Linked DNA regions of Sus scrofa: region 2 is linked to region 1. A link is a contact called in public HiChIP or PLAC-seq data. All regions are on one chromosome and are shown on one strand. The core of a region is the stretch at or near the end of the contact, and the rest is flanking DNA. Distances in the headings are between cores, read along the strand shown.

Region 1 (5,015 bases), core at 1,622-4,121:
ACTTTAGTGGCCAGCCCATGCCAGAGCCACAGCAACGCGGGATCTGAGCCGTGTCTGCAACCTACACCACAGCTCACGGCAACACCGGATCCTTAACCCACTGAGCAAGGGCAGGGATCGAACCCACAACCTCATGGTTCCCAGTCGGATTTATTAACCACTGAGCCACGATAGGAACTCCTAATCTTTGTTTTAAGGTGTCCCGTAATGTGTGTATAATGTTTTAGTAGTAGAGGAATAGATTATATGAAATTATTTTTCGTTAAGCTTAATTGTAAAAAACACCTGTTTTACCACACCTTAGATTTGGTAATAACCCAATACATTTTTACTATGGTTGTTTTAAAAAATTCCATATTTGCTTTACATTTTTATCTTTTTAATAACACTCTTGAAATAATGCATGCACATCTCTTTGAACACAGCTAATTGCTTCTTTGTTGATTCTCTCAATGTACCTATGGCTTAAGAACACATCTGCTGTTATTCAGGCTTTACAAATAAGCAAATTAAGACCTGGGTCTAAAGTTAAATTTTATAGAAAGATCAAGAAGAAATGGGGATTGGAGTTCCCGTCGTGGCTCAGTGGTTAACGAATCCGACTAGGAACCATGAGGTTGCATGTTCCATCCCTGGCCTTGCTCAGTGGGTTAAGGATTTGGCGTTGCCGTGAGCTGTGGTGTAAGTCACAGATGCGGCTTGGATCTGGCGTTGCTGTGGCTGTGGTATAGGCCAGCGGCTACAGCTCCGATTAGACCCCTAGCCTGGGAACCTCCATATGCCGTGGGAGCGGCCCGAGAAATGGCAAAAAGACAAAAAAAAGAAAGAAATGGGGATAGAGGCTTGACACTTTAGCCCAGTGACATGTAGGCCACAAAAAAGGAAAAAATCAGTGAAATCTAAAATATGACAGAGTTGGAGTTCCTGTTGTGGTTCAGTGGTTAATGAATCTGACTAGGAACCATGAGGTTGCGGGTTCAATCCATGGCCTTGCTCAGTGGGTTAAGGATCTGGTGTTGCCGTGAGCTGTAGTGTAGGTTGTAGACACGGCTCAGATCCTGCATTGCTGTGGCTCTGGCGTAGGCTGGAGGTTACAGCTCCGATTCAACCCCTAGACTGGGAAACCTCCATATGCCGTGGCAGCGGCCCTAGAAAAGGCAAAAAGACAATATATATATATATATATATATATATAATATATATATACACACACACATGACAGAGTTCCCTGGTGGCCTAGCAGTTAAGGACATGACATTGTCACTGCTGTGGCATAGGTTCGATCCCTGGCCTGGGAACTTCTGCATGTCTGCCAGTGTGGCCAAAAATAATAATAAAAAGCAAAATAAAATATGACACAAACGAACCTATCTACAAAATGAACAGACTTACAGACATACAGAACAGACTTGTGGTTGCCAAAGGGGAAGGGAGTGCGATGGACTGGGAGTTTGGGGTTAGTAGATGCAAACTATTACATTTAGAATGGATAAACAACAAGGTCCTCTTGTATAGCACAGGGAACTATATTCAATATCCTGTGACAAACCATAATGGAAAAGAATATTTTTTAAAAGAATGTGTATATGTATAACTGAATCACTTTGCTGTACAGTAGAAATTAACACGACATTGTAAATCAACTAAACTTCGATTTAAAATAACAGGAAAATCATGTGATAGACTATGATGGAAGATAATATGAGAAAAAAAATGTATCTATGTGTGACTGGGTCACTTTGCTGTACAGCCGAAACTGCCATAACATTGTAAATCAACTATACTTAAAAATGTTTTTAGGAGTTCCCGTCGTGGCTCAGTGGTTAACTAATCCAACTAGGAACCCTGAGGTTGTGGGTTCGATCCCTGGTCTCGCTCAGTGGGTTAAAGATCTGGCATTGATAGAGTTCCCGTCGTGGTGCAGTGGTTAACGAATCCGACTAGGAACCATGAGGTTGCGGGTTCGGTCCCTGCCCTTGATCAGTGGGTTAACGATCCGGCGTTAGCCGTGAGCTGTGGTGTAGGTTGCAGATGCGGCTCGGATCCCGCGTTGCTGTAAGCTGTGGTATAGGTCACAGACGTGGCTTGGATCTGGAGTTGCTGTGGCTCTGGTGTAGGCCAGAGGCTATAGCTCTGATTAGACCCCTAGACTGGGACCCTTCATATACCGTAGGAGCGTCCCTAGAAAAGACAAAAAAAAAAAAAAGTATTTAAATAGGAAAAAATCAGAGATAATGATAATGTATTCTAGTGGTTGGGGGTGGGGATGAGGAACTGAAAAGAGAACTTTCCAAGTTTCCTCTACATATTTTAACACACACTCAGCCATGCTAACCATTAAAGAAGGTCTCAGCCTAAGTCTGGTAACTTTCCTAATACTTAACACGTTTGCCTGCCATATAAGAAAAGCAAAAAGCTGATGTTTCAGGTTAAAGGCTGTGAAGGTGCAGTTTGGATTCTGACAGCCTGACTGTGAGGCTAGTTCACCGGCTGTGACCTCGAAGAAATTATGTAACATTCCTTCCTCATCAGGAAAATGGGGACTTGTGAGCCGAATCTATTTGTTGGCTTGTTTTGATGGTTAAATGAGAAAGTGGGTGAAAACACTTGGTACGTAAATATTGGCTTTTTGACTTTTTAAAAGAGACCGAAAAGAAGTGCGAGTGTTGAGCTGAAAAAGCTCTCCTTCCCCTTTAAAATCCAGATAAACCTCTGAAGAATTTAAATAAGAGCAAATGAGTTTCGGGTGGAGTGTCCTTTTCTACCACAGTAGGTCCGTCCTGGTTCCCTCTTTGCAGCTGAAAATCATTTGTTAAACCCCCTCCAGGCCGCCGTTTGCAAGCTCGCGGACCACGTGGGTGGGGTGGGGCGGGGACTCGGGGGGGGTGGGGGGGAAGCAGGCGGCTGTACTTAGTTCGCAGCGCCCCGGGATCCCAGGCGGGTTAGGACTCGTGGCTGTGGTGGGGGTGCGGTGGATGAAGGCCCTGGGGCGGGAAGCGCGGATGCCTGGAGCGGTAGGCGGCTCTTCTCGTGATTCCAGGTCCGGGGAGACTTAGCCCGTCGAGCCGCTCGCGGACTCCGCCTCCAGCACCGCCACCCTCGGCTCCGCCTCCTCCTCGAGCGCTTATTCCAGGCACTGGCAGGGGCCACAAGGGTCCAGGTGTGGCTGCTCGAGCTATGAGGGCTGAGGCCCCTGGTGCGCGCCCGGCGCTGGCACTGCTGCTGCTGTTGGCCGGGGCCAGGGTATCGGCCGCCGACTCGCCCACCGCCCCGCCGCTCTTCAACGTGAGTCTGGACGCGGCCCCGGAGCTGCGCTGGCTCCCGGTGCTGCGGCACTTTGATAAGGACTTGCTGCGTGCCGCGCTGGCCCAGATTGTCTGGTGAGAGAGGCCAAGGGGCGGGGATTTGCGGGGACACCGGCTGCGGGAGGTGGAGTGAGGGAAAGCCCAGACGCCTACTGCCCAATGTGCTTCAGTCCGAGACTCTTGCCTCCTTTCCTCCCTCTGTGACAGCCTTGTCCTGCACCCCATCCCCTTCATCCCCAGCATTTGGAGTGTGCAGGGGTGGCGGGGATCAGAACGGGCATTTGCTACTGCTTTAGGCAGCGTCGATGTTGGGGATGATCCGGTGCAGCTGCTTTGACTTTCAAGTTCAGTGTCACCAGTGGCACACCCGTCCACCAGCCATTCTGGATCAGAGTGGTGCTCAGTCGCCCCAGCTGTGTTGTGGGCTGCTCAGCTACCGAGTAGGGGGCGCAGCCCATCCACTCCTAGCGGGTCTCCTGAGCCCCTAAGCCCGCTCCTTTGGGGATCACTCTCTCTCTCTCTGAGTGTTCTTTTCTCTTCTGGACTCTGAGTTTTGGAATGTCTACTTTCTGGGGAAGGGAGACACCTGGAACTCATCCTTAAGGATGAGAGCTTTAGGAACCCCTTACCGCCCTTCCCCCCCCCCAACACTCGCATTTCCCTTCGCCTCTAAGCAGATCAAACACCTTCGTTGTTGTTCTTCTAGGGATAATGTCCCCGAGTGGGTCCTCACACTGATCCGAAAGGCGGTCTGGGAGCTGGAGTTCTTCCTGCCCCAGCCCTTCATCGACGAGATCCGCGGGATGTGCGACGCCCTGGACTTCAGCCTGGGCGACTGCATCCTCCTCAACCTGGCCTACGAGTCCACCGCGTGAGTGCCCCCGCGCTGGCGCGGATTAACTTGAGACTTGGCAGGGATTCCTGCCACCCCTGAGTGGGAGAGATAGGTGTTCAGTGTGAGGAAATCCGGGTGGTGACAGGGCTCCCCAGAAAGCTCTAGTGCTTCCTCTTTGCTTCTCTGAGCAGCTTATGAGCTTAGAAAATGAAAGCAGTTTCCCTGACCTCCATCCTGACCTGTGCCTCTTCCTGAATCCCCCTTTCTCCTTGCACCAACCCGGGTAGCAGCCCACTTTCAAATCTCTGCTCCATACATACTTTTGCGGGACGTTTCTGGAACTAAGCTCACTCTCCGCTGGGCCTTCTATTTAACCCAGTGACCCTCCAGCCTTATAAGGCAGGGAGTTGTCCCCCGGTGTTTGTCCCGCCCATGTTCCTCAGGGCTAGCGATCCCAACCGCTCTTCCTGAGCCTGTTCCTTCCAAGGCTGGCGTCCCAGGCTACACTGTTCTGGCTGATAGATAGGACCAGCCAGGGTTCAGTTGACAGAGTGGGGTGATGACCCCTGGAGTGCACAGGTGAAAGCAATACCAAGCGTGTGGTTGATCCCACAAAGTGCGGGGGAGCCTCAAGCTCCGTGGTTCAGTAACAGGTCCTGGAATTAAGAGACATTGGACTTGGTTTCTGTCTTCAGGACTTAACAGTTTTTACCACCAGACCAGCCTCATCTAGTAACATCTTGTAACTCCCTATAGCTTCTGGCTGCCCAAAGATGTTAAAAAATAAATATTTTTCCTGTATCATGACATCTTCCCAGAACACCTTGGCAGAATAGGTTAAAAAAACCACTGACTGCGGTGAGCTGTGGTGTAGG
Region 2 (4,742 bases), core at 563-3,062, 44 kb before region 1:
CACTGATCCAATCGACCAAATTTTTTAAATTTAAAATCTGAGTGGGCTTTTTAAAAAAAAAGATTTATTGCTTATATTTACACCTTAATAACCTCACAAGTACCTGATTCAATGATTAATAAACAAATAATCATTATCCAAATGTTGCTGAAAAACTCAACGTGGTTTGAACATTATTCTTGATTTTGCTTGTGCCTCCATGTGATTACTAAGTTGTCTTGTTTTTGGCTCATTCCAACGTGGCCACAGATGACCTGGACCAAAGCTGGTGTCTGTGAAATTGCTTATGTTAAGCAGGGAAATACTACTGTCCATCTACTGGTGCCAGACCAGCTTAGCAGCTGACAACTATCAGGCTACTTTTTTCTACAGGCTACAATCAAGACTGCCTGGATTGAACTCTCAGCTTCCTCACCTGCTATGAACTTAGGCAGTCAACATGTCTGTGCCTGTTTCCTCATCTGCAAAGTGCAGATAATTATAGTGCTTATTTTAGAGGGCTGGTCTCAGGATTAAGTACAAGTCAAGTGCTTGGAAGAGTGCTTGACACAGGGTGAGTGATCAAGTGTCTATATTAACAACACCCTATTTCATTAATTCATTCCCCCAGTACTTATCAGTTTCTGCTGTACAGAAGTGACCCGTCATATATAAATATATATATATACACATTCTTTTTCTCACATCATCCATCATGTTCCATCACAAGTGATGAGATACAGCTCCCTGTGCTATACAGCAGGATCTCATTGCTTATCCACTCCAAATGCAGTAATTTGCATCTACTAACCAATAGCTGGTTTTTTAACTTTTTTTTTTTTTTGTCTTTTTAGTGCTGCACTCATTGCATATGAAGATTCCCATGTTAGGGGTCAAATCTGAGCTGGCAGGCCTATGCCAGAGCCACAGCAACGCTGGATCAGAGCTGCCTCTGCGATCTACACCACAGCTCACGCACAGCAAAGCCAGATCCTTCACCCACTGAGTGAGGCCAGGGATTAAAACCCGCTAGTTGGGTTAGTTAACTGCTGAGCCACGACGGGAACTCCAACAGTTGGTTCTTAAATACAAATTCATTTGCATTTTAAATCAATGGATACGACCACATTTTACTCAGACCACCGTTTTCCCTCCTTGTCTGTGTCAGGCTGGGTAGAAACAATTAAAAACAAAACAAAAACAGGTATTTTAAATTATATAGGAAAACTAATTTACACCCCACATTGATATTTTTCCCCTTCTCTAAAATAGGATAGTGCTATCTATTCTCAACGGATATTTTTAGTTTCTAACTTTAAGGCTTTGGGATTTTAAAAAGGAAAAAAAATCTATTCTCATGTCTGTTTCATAAGGAATGTTGGGATAATGAAATAAGTTACTGGGGGAGTTCCCGTCGTGGCGCAGTGGTTAACGAATCCGACTAGGAACCATGAGGTTGCGGGTTCGGTCCCTGCCCTTGCTCAGTGGGTTAACGATCCAGCGTTGCTGTGAGCTGTGGTGTAGGTTGCAGACGCGGCTCGGATCCAGCGTTGCTGTGGCTCTGGCGTAGGCTGGTGGCTGCAGCTCCGATTCAACCCCTAGCCTGGGAACCTCCATATGCCGCGGGAACGGCCCAAGAAATAGCAAAAAAAAAAAAAAAGACACACAAAAAAAAAGTTACTGTGTGAACAAAATATTCGCATTTCAGATTACTTAAACGTTGGCTGGGGCGGGGTGGGGGAAAAGAAATCTTGCATAAATCACAATGGAGCATTTCGGCACTGAGAGCAAGTTTGACACTCTGAGGCTCCCGTAGTCAAGCTCTCTTTAGGAGCCAAGATGGCGCCGCCTGCTGAGCTTCCCATGTGCTGTTTCCGGTCATACACGGAAGCGCGATTCCTGGCGGTAGCTGAGGCGGTAGGCGGTTGCCAGCCGTGTGGGTTCTCTTAAATTGCTCGCTGCGTAGCCAGTCAGCAGCGAACATGTCTAGCAGAAACAATAATAAGCTGCCCAGCAACCTGCCGCAGTTACAGAATCTTATCAAGCGGGACCCGCCGGCCTACATCGAGGAGGTAGGAATGCGGTGCGGGGACGCTAGAGGCCCGGGCGCGGTGGTAGGGACGCTGGCTGGAGGGAGGCGTGGAGCGGAGCTGGGATCCTGATTCGCCTCACGTCCTCTTATCCTCGAAAGGAGGAAAGGGATGAAGGGAGAGACATGTGTTATAGTTCGTTCCTCACTCTTAGAATTCTGCTCCTGCTCGGTAGACCCCGCTGTCACAGAAACACCCTTTAAAAGAACTCATTTTGCTTTAGGGGGAGAGCCAAATGGTCCACCCCCAACCTCTGACTTTCAAGCAAGTTTCTCAGCCTTTTCTTTTCTGAAACCCCTAAATTGAACTTGATGAAACTTAAGTTAGAATGCTTTTCGACCGACGTCTGTTTGCGGGAGCCCGCGCTCTTTGCAGCACTGTGTTGGGAAGCAGAGGGATTCTTGGGTATAAGGGACAGGCCGGGAATTAGCATATCTAGTAAAAACAGAACTCAGTCTCATAGGAAGCTGGCATGACCTGGGCGTCGGAATTTATCTCTAGAATGAAGTTGAAAATTAGATTAGGTTCAGATTGTAAGAGACTTTGTATACCGACCTCATACGAATTGTGAGCATTAAGGGTGTTTGACAAAATGAACGTGGTGGCTTGGCAGGTGCTTTTTCTTTTTTTAAATTTTTTCACTTTAATTAAGGTATATTTGATTTACAGTCTTGTGTCACTTTCTGCTGTTACAGCAGAGTGAGCCAGTCATACATATGTATACATTCCTTTTCTTATATTCCTTCATGGTCTATCCCAAGAAACTGGATATAGTTTCCTGTGCTATTTACTAGGACCTCATTGCTTATCCATTATAAATGTAAAAATGGCAATTGCTTTGTCAGGACACCTATTTGACAGGCATTAAAAAGATTTGCTGCAATTACTTGTCTGTGCTTCTTACTGGAATGTGATTTGTTCAATGGCTGAAACAATTATTCTTTTTTCTTCTTTTTTGGCTGCCCCGTGGCATATGGAGTTCCTGGGCCAGGGATCAAGCCCAGTTGCCACCTCTACAGTTGGGACCTACACTGCGGCAATTCAGGATGCTTAATCCACTGTGCCAGGCTGGGGCCGGAGACTGCGCCTCAGGTCTTCAGAGACTCAGACAATCCCATTGTGCCACACCAGGACCACAGTCATTCATCTTTTGATCGACCTTCTCCTCCATATTTTCACATACAAATATTTATGTCAATGCTTTTTTTTTGTCTTTTTTTTTTTTTTTTTAGGGCTGCACCCTCAGCATATGGAGGTTCCCAGGTTAGAGGTCAAATTGGAGCTACAGCTGCCAGCCTCCGCCACAGCAACGCCAGATCCAAGCCACATCTGTGACCTACACCACAGCTTACAACAACACTGGATCCTTAACCTCCTGAGGGAGCCCAGGGATCGAACCCTGCGTCCTCATGATTCCTAGTTGGGTTCGTTAACTGCTGAGCCATGAAGGGAACTCCATAATTTCTAAGCACCCAGGATAGAGTGATAAATAAGATACGAGAGCCTTCTTCTCTTGGACTTACATTCTAATGATGGTAGACATAGTGATAAGAATTATGAAGAAAGTAGAACTGGGTAGGAATACATTAGAATTGGAGGCTGTCTCTTTGGCTCCCTTGAACAGAGATAGCTTCTCTGCTGTGATGATATTGAGACAGATCAAGAGCATTCTAGATGGGGGAACAGGAAGTGGAGCAACTGTTGGTGGAAAAGAAGTTGAGAGGCCACCATTGTAGCTAAAATATGGTAAACACAGAAAAGGACAGTGTAAGATACATGGGAAATGCAAACAGAGTCGGATCATGTGGGGGCCTTTTTTTTTTCTTCCTTTTTTTGCTTTTTAGGGCCACCCCTGAGACATATGGAAATTCCCAGGCTGGGGGTTGAGTTTGAACTGCAAATGCCAGCCTACACCATAGCCACAGCAACTCAGGATCCAAGCTGCATCTGTCACCTACACCATAGCTCACGGCAATGCCAGATCCCTAACCCACTGAGCGAGGCCAGGGATCAAACCCACAACCTCATGGATATTAGTTGGTTATCCCACTGAGTCAAAACAGGAACTCAAGGCGGAGGCTTTTAAAACATGGTAAGGTTAAGATTTTACTTAAGGGAGCCATTGAAGAGTTTTAAGCAAAGGTATAATCTGATTTATCTTAAGATTTACTCTCAAGGTGAATGATAGAATGAATTGTAGAGCAGCAAGACTGGAAGCAGGGTAACTGGTATAATGGCTGTTGGAATAGCTGAGGCGAGGTGTGGCGATGCCACTCAAATTACCAACATAAGTGGAGAGAAGTGAACAGACTGGGACTACATGAAAATAGAGGTAGTAGGACTTCCTGCTGGAGTGGATATGGGGGATAAGGAAAAAGGAAGGAAGGCAGGATGGGGAGGTCTTTTTAATTCTGCATATAGGTATGTGGCAGATATTAATACCTGTTACGTGTGAGGCACTGGGCTAAGGTAGTGAGCTGTACAGATAAAAACACATTCTCATTAAGTTACATTCTATCATCTAGGGGAAGAAATGGGATAATACAAAGAAATACTCATTCTCTTAGTGAGTGTCTCTCCCCCTCTCCCTCCCCTGCCCCTCCCTCTGTCTCTCTCACACGCTCACAGACACACACACACACTTTAAAGCCGTGGGTTAGGCTTGAAGAGTGG

The links. HiChIP or PLAC-seq counts read pairs in DNA pulled down with a chosen protein or histone mark.
Region 2: an H3K27ac HiChIP or PLAC-seq map of alveolar macrophages shows a contact between it and region 1. The contact joins the promoter of SDAD1 here to the promoter of NAAA in region 1. A contact is called at or near these places in 2 of 47 Hi-C or Micro-C datasets (embryonic fibroblasts and epiblast stem cells) and 1 of 2 datasets of contacts at active chromatin or transcription factors (alveolar macrophages).

What each region holds. Positions count from the first base shown.
Region 1 is chr8:71,601,112-71,606,126 of Sscrofa11.1, reverse strand. NAAA (N-acylethanolamine-hydrolyzing acid amidase) reads left to right here and starts at 2,871. Exons shown (of 11, transcript XM_003129087.4): 1 at 2,871-3,380; 2 at 4,012-4,176. The coding sequence starts at 3,178.
Region 2 is chr8:71,643,922-71,648,663 of Sscrofa11.1, reverse strand. SDAD1 (protein SDA1 homolog) reads left to right here and starts at 1,812. Exons shown (of 22, transcript XM_003129088.4): 1 at 1,812-2,051. The coding sequence starts at 1,962.